Regions from separate parts of the Zea mays genome. Here region 2 is linked to region 1. A link is a contact called in public Hi-C data. All regions are on one chromosome and are shown on one strand. The core of a region is the stretch at or near the end of the contact, and the rest is flanking DNA. Distances in the headings are between cores, read along the strand shown.

Region 1 (6,714 bases), core at 2,538-5,037:
CGTAGAGTCGAGGAGAGGCGGAGAATTTGGGGATCGAGTGGCTAAACCTAAACTAGACTAGAACTACTCCTAGGATAAAATGCGAATAAAAGTTGTATTGATTCGATTGTTGATGATCACAAATCGGCCGTAGACCTCTCTATTTATAGAGGGGGGGGGGGGCTGGACCCTTTACACAACTGATTCCGAGCTAATCCCGCGAATATAGCTAACAACCGCAGCACAAAACTCGGAACCCTAATCTGTTCTGCGCACGCGCGGACCGTCCGGCACACAGACGCGGACCGTCCGGACCGCGGACCGTCCGGCCTCAGGGCCGGACCGTCCGCTCGCTCACTTTTGGTTCGAACAGTTATGTAATTCAATATGATATGACAGTTTATTGTGATAAAATATTAGATTGAATGATTGATAATAGCCTAAGGTGGTTCTAGCATTACTGCACGGAAAACAAGAGATGGACTGGATACGAAGCAGCATCCGAGCACGAGACAGCCAGCGGCTGCTGCTATAGGTTGTGCACATGCCGCCCCACTACTACCACTCACTAGTCGCCACAATTTGGTGTGGCCTTCCTTCCCCAGCAAAGGCAAACCCCCATCCCGGTGTAGCAATATAGCAAACGTGTCCCGGTTGTCTGCCGCCGTTGCACAGCACTGGGACTGGGATGACCGGTGTCCAAGAGCCGCTCAGTTCCGTTCCGTGCTCCGCGGGTGGGCCCGCCGCTCCACTCGCCGCGCCCTCCCGACCTCCCGCCACGTGCCCCCCTCGCCGTGACGTGGGTGGTGGACCTCACCACCACCCGCCGCGCGCCTGGCCGCCTCCATATATACCGCGCCCCGCCTCTCGCCTTCCGCCTCATCACTCTGCTAGCTGCCCCGGTCTCCTCCTCACACTCCCTCTATCGCCAGGCAACAGCAGCGCATGCCAGCAGCAGCGCTCCCGATTCGGCGCCACCTCGATCCCCAGTCCCCGTCCACACCACCCAATCCTGCTGTGTTCTTGCTGCAGCCGTTGGTCTCCTGCTTTGTTCGGGTGCTAGCTGCCACGCGCGATGCCTCCTAACGCCCAAGACGTGCACGGGAGCAGCGGCGGGCTCGCCATGACAGCCCCGGCGGCGTCCAAGATGGACTGCTTCTTAACCGCCGTCTGCACGCCGCTCAACCTCCAGGTACGTCGTATGCCTGCGCTGCGACCTAGCTAGGATCGACTAGCCAGAGGACGACTTGGCCACTCGACACGCCATTGGAGTGAACTGAACTGAATCCCTCATCCATGTCGTCGTCGTCGTTTGTCTGCAGTTCATCGACGTGTCGTACCGTGTGAAGCAGACGGAGCGGTCCTCGAAGGCGGCGCCGGGCGGGCGGATATCGCACTCCGGTTCCGGCGCCGCGGCGCCGGAGGAGCGGACGATCCTGAAGGGGATCACCGGCGAGGCGCGGCCCGGGGAGGTGCTGGCGGTGCTGGGCCCGTCGGGGAGCGGCAAGTCGACGCTGCTGTCCATACTGGGGGGCCGCCTGGCGGGGCACCACGGCGGGACGGTGCTGGCGGGCGGGCGGCCCCCGTGCCGCGCCGTGCAGCGGCGCACGGGGTTCGTGGCGCAGGACGACGTGCTGCACCCGCACCTGACGGTGCGCGAGACGCTGGCGTTCTGCGCCATGCTGCGGCTGCCGCGGTCGGCGCCCGCCGCCGCCAAGGCCGCGGCGGCCGAGGCCGTGATCGGCGAGCTGGGCCTGGGCGCGTGCGCCGACACCATCGTCGGGAACGCCTTCGTGCGCGGCGTGTCCGGGGGCGAGCGCAAGCGCGTCAGCATCGGGCACGAGCTGCTGGTGAACCCGAGCCTGCTGGTCCTCGACGAGCCCACGTCGGGGCTGGACTCCACCGCCGCGGCGCGCCTCGTGGCGACGCTGTCGGCGCTGGCGCGGAAGGGGCGCTCCGTCGTCCTGTCCGTGCACCAGCCGTCCTCCCGCGTCTACCGCATGTTCGACTCCGTGCTGCTGCTCGCCGAGGGCAGCTGCCTCTACTTCGGCGCCGGGCGTGACGCCATGGACTACTTCGCGTCCGTCGGCTTCGCGCCGGGATTCCACGTCAACCCGGCCGACTTCATGCTCGACCTCGCAAATGGTGAGTCATCGTATTATGTACGTGTGCCTACGCCACAGGCTACTGCAGCTTTGCCTTGCATGCGTGTCTCTCTCTTCTAGCTGTTTCAGTTTCGATCTATTCATCGTCTTAACTAATCAGAAGAATTTTAAAGAGTTGAAACACACATTTAGGGCTGATTTGGTGATTAGGGATCCCTAGGCATCCATGGGGGAGGAATCCCCTTGCAATTCAATTTTGAATAGCAAGAGGATTTCTTCCCCTCGGGATTCTCGGTCACCAAATCAGCCTTAGAGACATGCATCAATAGATCGAGTACTAAATTCTGGCATGCAATTGAGCGACGGCATGCACCAACAGAAAGAGATATACATATACATCGTGTTAAGATGGAGAGGAAAAGTGGCGTTGAAGTCAGAAGTACTATAGCTAGAGTCCGTGTTGGTGTGTTCTTATTGCTACCGTTTTCTGCAATTGTGAGGACTAGATTCATCAAGTGGCCGGAGACAAGCAAAACATCGAGTGAGTGTGGAGTGCACCGAACAAAGAAGAGAGAGAGAGAGGCATGAGAGGAAAAAAAAGGAGTGGAGAGAGAGAGGGGGGTGAGTAGTGCCTCTTGCATCCATAGTGTTCTCTCGCTTTCTTTTTCCTTTCTGCAAAGCACTTTAAGGTTGAAAAAAAAAAACATCTAAGGGACACCTGTCACTGAAGGTCTGAAGGTGGGAATTAGGACACTACCCCAGTGGCTCCTCCTCCCACGGAATGGTAGATGCTCACGTTCTTTTCAATCCTAAACCATTCTAGCCTCAACGTATTAGATACTTAGGTATACGTAGAGAGAGAGAGAAAAGTTATATATATATATATATATCTAAAAAACCAGAATGACTTATAATTTAAAATAGATGCAGTAATAGATATTCGCAGGTGTGTGTATATATATCACCACTCAGTTCGGACTACCACCCAAAGATCGAGTTGAAAGCATCCCTGTGTTCCAACTTCCAAGACCTGTTTCGGCATAGGCCACTCGTAAACGACGCGCGTCGACAGTCACCAACATGGGGTTTGGTTTTGTCCAAACACAGGCGATTAATTGTTAGTGTATAGTACAGAGAAAGTTGCGGATGAGCTCCATACATTACTGTGAACCCAAGTACGCAACACGTACGCAAACACATCCCTGGTCGTCTAGCACAGGCGAGTGTGCATGACGGATGGATCTTCCGACACTCGCGGCAGCTTTTAGTTGGATCTGGTTTCCTTTACTAATTGCCTCTTTTTTTTATTATGGTGCTAATACACGGTATTATGTTGATGAAGAGAGATAAAAAAATCCATAGGAACGAACATTTTGGTATAAACTTCCATCACAACTAAGACCTTGTTCGGTTAGCTCTCAATATATGTGGATTGACTGAGATTGTGTAAGTTTAAATCCCAAGCAAATTAAAGTTTTTCCAAATTTTTTCTAATCTTAACAATCCATGTATAATGGGAATAAAGGAGAGGTGCATATGGGTGTCAAAACACTATTTCTCCATTGTGTACTGCACTGTTTAGACGATGGAACGAGAGGTGAGAATGAGTAAAGCTGCTCGAGATAGGCAGTGACCTTAACATATATGCATGCGATCGCTGGATATGTATGCACGCTAGACTTGGAAACATATGCCCTGCTTCATGCTGGCTTTAGACAGGAGGAATCATATCGTTTCCCTCTGCAGAATTGCCCTGTTTCTGGAGCCTAGGCCACTTTCGATCTCTTCTGCCCCCCCTTTTTGCCTTTATTTTGGAGTTGGGCCGGGGGCACCCTCACCTCTTTTTTTTATTCATTCATTAGCTCAGTGCACCAGCACATCAGACCAAAGCTAGCACGATGGCATGGCAATACTCGATGAGAAATTGTTATACTGGGCCCCGCCTCCAAGAGAATTTTTCTCAAAATTTATTTTGAACAGGTTTCGCCCAGGCAGACTACAATGCCGTCACAACACAACAGCAAGGCGGCAGCAGCGTGAAGCAGTCGCTCATCTCGTCCTACAACAAGGTGCTGGCCCCGAGGGTGAAGGCCTCCGTCGTGGCCGCGGAGCCGCCACCGCCGCCGCACGTGCAGAGCGGCGGCGAGGCGGCGGAGAGCTGCAGCACGAGCTGGTGCAACCAGTTCACGGTGCTGCTCCGGCGCAGCCTCAAGGAGCGGCGGCACGAGGCGTTCGCGTCGCTGCGCGTGTTCCAGATCATGGCGCCGGCGCTGGTGGCGGGCGCCATGTGGTGGCGCTCGTCGCCGCTGGCGGTGCAGGACCGCCTGGGCCTGCTCTTCTTCGCCTCCATCTTCTGGGGCGTCTTCGCCTCCTTCAACGCCGTGTTCGCGTTCCCGCAGGAGCGCCCGGTGCTGGCCCGCGAGCGCGCCTCGGGGATGTACGCGCTCTCGTCCTACTTCCTGGCCCGCACCGCGGGGGACCTGCCCATGGAGCTCGCCCTGCCCACCGCCTTCACCGTCGTCGTCTACCTCATGGCGGCGCTCAACCCGTCCCCCGTCGCGTTCGCGCTCACGCTCGCCGTCGTCCTGGCCTACGTCCTCGTCGCCGGCGGCCTCGGCCTCGCCGTCGGCGCACTCATGATGGACGCCAAGCGCGCGTCCACGCTGGTCACCGTCATCATGCTCGCATACCTCCTCACCGGCGGCTTCTACGTGCACAGCGTGCCGCGGTTCATGGTCTGGACCAAGTACACCTCCTTCACCTACTACTGCTACCGCCTGCTCATCGCCGTGCAGTACAGCGGACACCTCAAGCGCCTGCTCCCACCGGAGGCCGTCCACGGCGAGGTTGGCCCCGGGGCCTGCGTCGCCGCGCTCGTCGCCATGTTCTTCGGCTACCGCCTGCTGGCGTACGTCGCGCTGCGCCGCGTCAGGAAATGATCCATCTGATGATCTCAACGCGCCGTCGGCAGTCGCTGTAGCTAGCTAGGGAAGTGTCCATTAACTATTGCATGCGTGCGCCTTGGCCCAGCCGGTAAGGCCACCAAAATTCTCAATTCGTGGAGAGCATACTGAATTGCTCCGGCTTCCATTCCATCAGAGTGCGAAAGCTGAAAGCCATTGTTCGTTCTACCATGTGTCCAAGTTCTAACTTCTAGGCAAGTTTCTGTGTCACAATGCTATCAGCGCACTGCTCTGATTGGGCCGAGCAAAGGTCTTTGGGCTGGACTACAGGCCAAATATCGACCATGGATAAACAAGGGAAGCAATATAAAAAGAGGAGAACAGTAGCTGAGAGGGCATCGAGGAACATCTGGACGACGAACCGGGAAACTGGCGGCGAGATCACGCTCGAGGCTAGATTACTCCTTCTCCTCATGTATCTAGAGAACTAATTCCTCTTCTATATTCGAGTTGGTGGTAAACTATATTGGGTCTGTTACATTCTGGTGCCGCATATTTTTTTTTTCAATGTCCCTGGATCCATAGAACCATGTCCCAACCAAAATTCATGCAAGGTACTTGTCACATACGAATCAAATTGGCTACTGGCTAAACCATGTGTTCCAAACAAGCAGTGCGACTCCAGTTGAGAGCGTGAAATCAAACTCCCACCTCCGTATCCTGGAGCAAGGGAAAGAGGTCACCAGGGCCCGAGTTGCGGCCTTGGAGGAGGAGCTCGGCGGTCGAACTAAGGAGAAACTCCTGGCCTCTCTGCGCAACAACACCTTTTAGGGTTGATTTGGTGACAAGAGGATCCCGGGAGGATTGGAGGGGATTGAGGGAAAATAAACTAATTTCCCCCTCAATTCCCTCTGATCCTCCCGGGATCCCGGGTCACCAAATCAGCCTTTAATAGTTTTTTTTTCCTAAAGCTAGGCGTCCGCTGCCCGCTCTCCCCCTCTGATGGCCTATGTCTTGTCCGGTCAGCCATACACTACCGGAATCCGGCTCTTTGTCGATTGATCGGCGCTTTACCGAGTGCTGCAATCGGTAAATTTCTGCTCTCGGTAATGACCGCGTTTAACGAGAGAAGGACTCTCGGCACAGAAAGATACTTGGCAAAGACAACTTTGCCGAATGCCAACCACTCGGCAAAGGACCGTCAGCAGCCGTCTATATCTGACAGCTGTTATCTTTGCCGAGTACCGGTCCCTGACACTCGGCAGAGCGTGTTGTCCCGAGTGTCATTCTTGGACACTCGGCAAAATATTTTTTCCAACCAAACTTTTTGTGCTATGTTCCTACACTATGTAGACCTACATGTACCATTTGACATAATTATAAAAGTGTTTTCTATAACTAATAGATTTAGTTCATTTAATTGAATTTCTTCGGAAAATTCACATTTGAACTGCAAGTCACTCGAAATATGAAAAATCGTGCATGAAAAAATGATATGCATGTTATTTCACAAGTTACGACCGATTTCAATAACAGACCGGAATCTTGGAGCACCATGCTCACTAAACATGACCGTGAACTTGCCATCCAGTTGTTTAAAAATTGTATAAAACACAAACAAAATCAGAAAATCAGGATACTTGTCCACATGTCATGATATCATATGCAGAGGCTGTGATAAAAATTTGAGAATGTTTCAAGAAAGTTGTGACGCACTACGTGTATAA
Region 2 (7,399 bases), core at 389-2,888, 300 kb after region 1:
TTTGTGTTGGGCAATTCAACCACCAAAATTAATTAGGAAATAGGTGTAAGCCTAATTCCCTTTCAGTATTCGAAGCCAAGGGCGTCCATTACTCGGTTCAGCCTTTGTTTCTTTCGAGTACCAAAAGCGACAGTCGTCAATTGATCCTCTTTTTTGGTGTAATTACCAAGGATTTCATTGCACATTGTCTCTGTCATTTCCGGCCATTCGGCATAAGGGCCGCTGAAACTATTTTGGAATTTAAATCGATATGGCAGCCTTACAAGTTCAAACTTCCTCCCTTCATCTTTCTTTTTCGGCATTCCCCACCAACCTAATGTTGGAAAAGTTTTGTGGGTCAAATATTCTTGCACTAAGTCCCGAGTACTGATATGCTCAGCCACAACTCTAAATTCTACTTCGGCTTACTGGCATGGGGAGGCCAGTTGCATGTTGCATAATGGCCTTGTCATGCCGAAGCTTAACTTCAAGGGGCTCATTACCATACTTATGAGTTTCTCACTTTTCTTCTCGTCAGTCTTTACATAAAACCACTCATTGGACAAGCAGGTAGGCCACTTGGTTGTATGTGGCAGAGGTGAGCTTTGGACAAGCCGGTAGGCAACTCATTGGACAAGCCTTTACATAAAACCACTCATTGGACAAGCCGTCCGCCGTCGTCGCGAGGTGAGCTTTGTCTACCCCTTGCGCACAGCCCCGTCGCACCCTCGCTGCCGTGTGATTCTCGCTGCGCGCAGCACGTCTGACTTGCGCGCAAGTCACATGTTGTCGTGTGTGTCGTCTCGCGTCGTTCCGCGCATGTCGTGCGTGTAGTCGTCGTCCATTTGCATGTTCGTGCACGCGCGCCGCGCGTCCGGTCCGCACGTTATTTGCATGCTGTTTCGCGCGCGCGTCGTTCGTGTACATCGTTATTTGCACGCTTTAATAAAATCACTTCGCCATATATATCGTGGAAAATGGAACGCTCATGTATTTGCAGTCTCAAGAAGAAGCATCACGAAACAGATATAGCAGGTAAAATTCAGCTAGTAAGCTCATTTGGAACAAATGTGCCTATTGACAATTGGACGATTACAGCAATTTTACCGATCTGCCGATGCAATTTGCCTTAGGGGAGTACCGTCCGATCGAATCCCCCGGTAGTCTCGGCACCAAAATTGCTGCTAGTATAGTATCTACTGCTAACAATTGGAAGATCCAGATCGGTGAACGCTGATTTGCTGCCAGTGCCAGAAAGGAGAAAAACGCTTCCTTGTTGGGCCTTAACAATCCTCAGATAGGCATCGTATCTTAGAATCCGGGAAACGCTTCCATTTTACAGCCCAACAAAATTAGAAGGACATTATTCACAATCAATTCTCGGTTACCCTCCGCTTGTATAAAAGCAGCCACCATCGGCAGAGACGATCATCCATCCCAGTGCAAATCAGCATCCAACAAATCCACTAGGCTACTCTCCCCTCACGAGCAAGCAGCTGAAGCCATATGGCTCGCCAGGCCACCGCCCTGGTCGCATCTGCCTTGCTACTGCTGGCAGTAGCCTTCACGTCTCATGGTACGGAACACATAGTACATGCTATATATGCTATATAGTACGTACAAATATAATATCTTTCTCTTCTCTTTTTGTTGGAAAAAAATACATGAAAATTGTCTTTGGTGGCTGCAGATGCTGGTGTGGAAGCGTGGTGCCTAGAGTACCCGGCGCCGGACCCCAACGCCTGCCACGGAAGCGACGGCCTTCGTTACTGCCGCGACGAGTGCGTGGCGGTCGGCAATGGCTTCGTCGGCGGGGAGTGCAATAAGGGCACTTGCTTCTGCCTCAAGTGCGCCGACGAGCCACCACCGGCGCCGCGTGCTCTGTAGGGCTCATGTAGAGTCTGCAACGGATGCACATGCATCATGCGCAGCGCCGCAGATGCACCGTGCATGCATTAGGAGTGTTTTTTTATAATTAAGAAAGATGAAGTTTCAATTCATAAACCATGCGGTGTGTGGAAAAAAACATGATTTATTTTTGCAGTGATCTGAGTAACATTCGAGGTCCTGAGTTCGTATTTTTATTTTTGTAGAAGGCAGATTTTAAACGGGGCTAATTTTGAGGGCGCTAATTTTCCAATTTTAAACTATTACATATATCTGATTCGATATAGAGATCCGTAAAACATATATACCACATGCAGGTCTAGAGTAATATATAATATAGAAACCTATATATCTATTCTTGTTTTGGAAGCGTGTAGCACTCGCGTGGCCATCAAAAACATTTTAGTGTCCGTTCGTTTATCTCGGTCTGAGGCTAAGACCTTGTTTGTTTAGGAATATAATCCAATGTAAATAAGCTAGTGAGGAAACAAACAAGCAACTTATCTGATAAGATTATATAATCTAGCACTTGAGATTATGATAATCCTATAAGCTTATCAAAGGGTGCTTATTTCAGCTTATTTTTTATAAAAAGCCCACTACCCATGGCAAGTTGATTAAAATTACTTCCAATTTTCATCCACCTGTCCATAGGCAGGCCCGGGCGGGCGGGGGGGGGGGGGGCATGTGCCACCGGTGCACAAGAACAGGGCCCCCTCCCTCTAAGGGCCCCTAAAATAATAGTTAGCGATAGTTTAATCAATACAAATTTTAGTAATGATTAGAATACAAATTTTAGTAATGATTAGAAGGTCTAGCTAAGTCAGCTCGATAAGAATAAAACATAGTGTTTGTCGTAACAACCGAGTACCAATCTGTCATGCAACTCATTTTAGCTATATGGCGAAGTGCAGCTAGCACATGCTGGCATAACATCCAAACGTTAAGATCATTTGTTACCGTTATTAAGCCATTTCCCACATTAATAATTCAATCACGGTTAATAAATGAGATTAATCTATACCCTCTATTCTTAACAAAGAAAAAAAAAAGAAAAAATCGGTACAGGGCCTTGAATTATGCTGGCCCGGTCCTGTCCATAGGCGTTCTCACCAACCAAACAAGTAAAACAGACAAAGGTATTGTTGTATTTATATGCATATGAATAATAAGCCAAGTCCAAATAATCTGAGCTAACAAACAACATCACCTAGATTATTTAATTCAGAGCAAATAATTCATATTATATAATCTAGATTATAATTTAGATTATATAATCTATAAGTTGAAACAAACATGGCCTAAGAACAATTCTAACTAATCTATGTTATAATGTTAATACAAATAAAGATACCATTTCAGCTATAGAATGGTTCCTACGTGCTGTTTGGTTTGGGGTTTTTTTTGCCTGTAATCAGTTCACATCGTTAACGGATCCCACTCCTATCTAATCCCCTACGTAGTGAGAAGAAAAATCCTCTAAACAAACAATCCTCTAAACAAACAATCACAGGTTTCACTTAAATTTTTTTTCCGGATCACAGCTCTAACCATTCCATTGTCGATTACGTTCACGGAGTCGTAACCAAACAGCGCCCTAGAGCAAACGAAACCTAGCATCTACTCTAATGCACGAAACGGTTGTGACTCATAAGCATATGATGATTCACATCCAACGCACATAATATAAGCATACGATCAATGGAACACTTTAGGAAGGTGTTTTTCGAAACTTCGGCATTCAGAAGCCTTCGCATGTTTCGCGGATCGAGCTTATTACAAAAAAAATAATCTAGCATCACGAATAGGCTAGTGTTGGGGGGTCTCCTTTTCTGCCGAAGGACCTCAGGATAAAGGAATTGTTTGCAACCAAAGGGAGTGCCGAAGCTGCAACAGGCATGCACAAAACGCTGCAGGTTTAGAGCCTCGGCTCAACATGGTTAGGAAGATCAGACGTGGCAGTGAGTTAGCAAGGAAAAGACCTGTTTATCCTTGACATTTTGTAACACCCTGAATTTTGGGTATAAATTTTTTTTTACTCTGTACTCAAAATTTAGGTGTTACCCTTTCCTTTATTCACTTTTTTCCCTTTATCAAATCAGTAGAGAGTTATTTTGGTTCTATATTAGCAGGAGCTCTAGAAGTGTAACGATTGTTGCATTCATGCCGCTGCATAGTGTTTTCAAGTGCAAGAAGTGTTTGAATCATTTCAATATGTCTTGTAGAAGTCTCCCATAAATTTTCGTATATTTCTGAATATTTGTCTAGTTTTAGAAATTCAAAATCTATTTATTTGAGATACTTAAAAATATTTTCAATAGTTCTAAATATGTTTTTTGAGTTCATTGGTGCCAAATCATGTATAGGAATTTTCCAAAATTGTTGGAGCCTTCGAGATATTTTTTGGATATTAATATGAGTTTAGCCTTTTTTGAAAATGAATTTTAATTTTAAAATAGCATAATTACGAAAAATAAAAGACCTTCAAACCCTATCAATATATGTATGGTATATGTGGCTGGAATCCTCTCGTCGAGCCCTTTCCAAAATTCGAAACCCTGCCCTCATATTCAATTTGAAACTCCCGAAATCGATCGCCGAAGTTCGGAGGTGGTTCCAACTCTGGCAACAAATCCGGCGAGCAATTACTTTCGATCCGTGCGTCGTTGATGGAATCCGAGGGTACCGTTGCATTCGCCTCGTCGAGAGCTTTGCCCTGGTGCCTTTGATTCGTCGATCCGACCAACGGTTCATCCCCAATCGATGATTTTGTGTTCGGCTCCGGCGAGGGTCGTCTTCTCCGATGAGCCTCCACCATTGTTGTACCTAGGGTTTCTTCGTGTTCTTCATTTTCCTGTCCGTGCAGGGCCTCCCTCTCCCTCCCCTCACGTCCCCGGTGGCGGCGGCCCTCCCCCCCTCCGTTTCACCCCAGCGCGGCCCCCTTCCCTTCCCGGCGACGGTTAGCCCGACTGGTTCGTCCAGCGCTAGCCCCGTGCCCCTCCACTGCGCGCGCGCCGCGCGTGGCCGTGCGGCCGGCTCGACCCTCTCCCCCCTCCGCAGCCCCCTCCTCTCCTCCTCCCTGTCCCATGGTTGAGAGGAAGGAGAAGAGAGGAGGAAGAAGATGGTAGTTTTGCAGATTAGTCTCTGTTTCATTTTAATCTGTACGCAAGAATTTAGTTCAAATTAAAACTGCGATAATTTTTGCGTTTTAAATCCGATTCATTCTGTTCAAGTTGTGTTAGATTCGTATTAAAATTGTCTACATGTTAGAAGTAAAGTTCTCTGTTGTTGCATATTTTATCTAATTTATTTAAATGTTTGTTGGACCGGAGGTTAATAGAACGACACTATTTTAAATCCAATTTATAATTTTGAATTGCGTATTTATAAACCAACATCAGCGTAGTTAATCTTAACTAAACTATTCTTATTAAGTAATTGTTTAGTTTAATCATGTTACCTATTAATTAGTTCTCGCGTGTAGTGTCCGCCCATGCGTCGTACGCGTGTTGTGCGCGTACTGTGCACGTGCTGCTTCGCGGGTGGCGATTTTCGCCTCACACTGTTACTTCGTCTCGCTTATAAATCACTAATGTTATGTGAATTATTTATCTAACCAAAAGTTGTTAGCGTAGCAAACTAATTAAAACTAGGCGATAGTTTTAATTGCTTTTAATAAATGTTGAGTAATGCGAGTATGTCGAATTAAATGTTCTATTTCATATTTGTATAACGTAGACGCAATAACTTCTCAATCGTTATTTCGACCTCGCCGTTTCTTTCTCTCGTGTGACCATAGAAGCGAGCGCTAATTTGTATTGCACATGTTTCCCTTGTATGGTATATTGTTTCTTTATGTTCTAAGAATGTTGAATGTATGTTCGCACTCGCTTAGATAACGTTCCGTCCGCAAAGGCCGAAGAAGTTGTAGAAGAAGCCCCTCAGTAGCAATATTTTGTTGCAGGCAAGTGTCCTCTAACCTATTATGTCCTATGTATTATATAATTCATTGTCCCACATACTATGACTAACCTAAGGATTGACTAACCTTCTATTTATCCTACCCTTGATTACCTTTTTGGGTCGGGTTATTATAATCAGCTACTTACTAGTGCTTTATCCTAATCAACGAACATGGTGAGAATTACTTTATGATACTATGATTCATTATGATTATGATTATGATCTTATGGTATTTTAGGGGCTCGGGCGGTTTCCTGAGTGCATCTCCGTAAGGACCTATTCATTGAGAGACCACCCGGGATAACACTATAGCCATGAGGGTGGAATGGGACGTGCTTAGCTGATTAATTGGATGAACTTGGGGGTGTAGTTGGCTTTGTCATTGTGCCGTCAATGGGGGCCGAAGCTTAGTGCTTGCTTTGCTAAGGGTGGGTGCTGAGGTTCATTCGATTTGGTTTTGTTAGTCACTCACCTTAGGAAGGAGTACTATGTTTGTACGACTGGCGAAACCTAACGAGCAACTATACACCAGGGGAATCTTTGTAAAGGCTACGTAGTGATATCCTGCCAGGCCACCTTGGTAGTGGTCAATGGGGAGTAGCTCTCCTCGGGCAGAAAGGGAATCACAGCTCGTGGGTAAAGTGTGCAACCTCTACAGAGTGTCAGAAACCGGTATATCAGTCGTGCTCATGGTTAAGAGCAGCCTTGGGATCCTCTTTGATTAGAGATACTTTGGATTCATTTATGTTGATGGTTTAATGATGATGGCTATGATTATGTTATTTGGTACTTTCCTCTTAGAGGAAGTGCTCTCTTTTGGGAATATCAACTTGGGTTTTTATGACAAAACTTGGCTTCTATTAATGATAAATACCTGACCCACTAAAAGCAAATTCTTTGAGCTTAACCCCATATAAAGCTAGTCCACTTCAGCCAAACGAGACATTTGCTGAGTTCGTTGAAGTGTACTCACCCTTGCTTAAACACCAAACACCAGGTTGTCCCTATTGCAACCATTTCTCAGGAGAAGATGAAGGAAATGCGGATGATTTCTAGGAGTTTCAGGACTTTGAGGAGTTCTAATCTAGACTAGCGGTGAACCCCCAGTCGGCTGACTATGAATGCCTTTTCTTACTGTGTTTCATTAAGCACTTTGATTTATGTTCCAGTTAATGACTATATGGATGTCTTGGGCATCATGATGTAATAAAGTTATACTTATTTCCGCTATTATTTGAGCATTGTGTGATGATGTCCAATTATGTAATCGCCGTGTACGTGAATTTCTGATCCTGACACGTACATGGTTCACATTCGGTTTACCTTCTAAAACCGGGTGTGACATAAGTGGTATCAAAGCCTTAGTGACTGTAGGACTACTAACCTAGAATAGAGTGGCCGCTTTAAGGTTTATGGACCCTTATTCTCACCTTGATCTTTGTTGTCACTTCAAAAGTCGGTCGCCTTGACCAACCCTATGATTCACTTTGTATATACTATACCTTGATAAAACTTTATTTTATTTTGTTTCCTAATATGTCTATGGTTTACTTGCTAGTCCTATTAACTC

The links. Hi-C and Micro-C count contacts between places; a contact is called where the count stands out from the background.
Region 2: a Hi-C map of tassel shows a contact between it and region 1, with 4 times the contacts expected there. The contact joins two enhancer-like sites. A contact is called at or near these places in 2 of 25 Hi-C or Micro-C datasets (ear and tassel).

The regions. Positions count from the first base shown.
Region 1 is chr2:137,217,229-137,223,942 of Zm-B73-REFERENCE-NAM-5.0, forward strand. It overlaps LOC100384206, which reads left to right and starts at 886. Exons shown (of 3, transcript NM_001357510.1): 1 at 886-1,171; 2 at 1,302-2,124; 3 at 4,065-5,243. The coding sequence starts at 1,055. The coding sequence ends at 5,023. Within about 2 kb of position 3,788, at least 8 of the 20 cell types and tissues checked have an H3K27ac peak or open chromatin away from gene starts, as enhancers often do. A contact at or near this core is called in tassel, where this site is marked.
Region 2 is chr2:137,520,358-137,527,756 of Zm-B73-REFERENCE-NAM-5.0, forward strand. No RefSeq gene overlaps it. Among protein-coding and RNA genes, the nearest start is that of LOC109944026, 140 kb to the left of the region's middle. Within about 2 kb of position 1,639, at least 3 of the 20 cell types and tissues checked have an H3K27ac peak or open chromatin away from gene starts, as enhancers often do. A contact at or near this core is called in tassel, where this site is marked.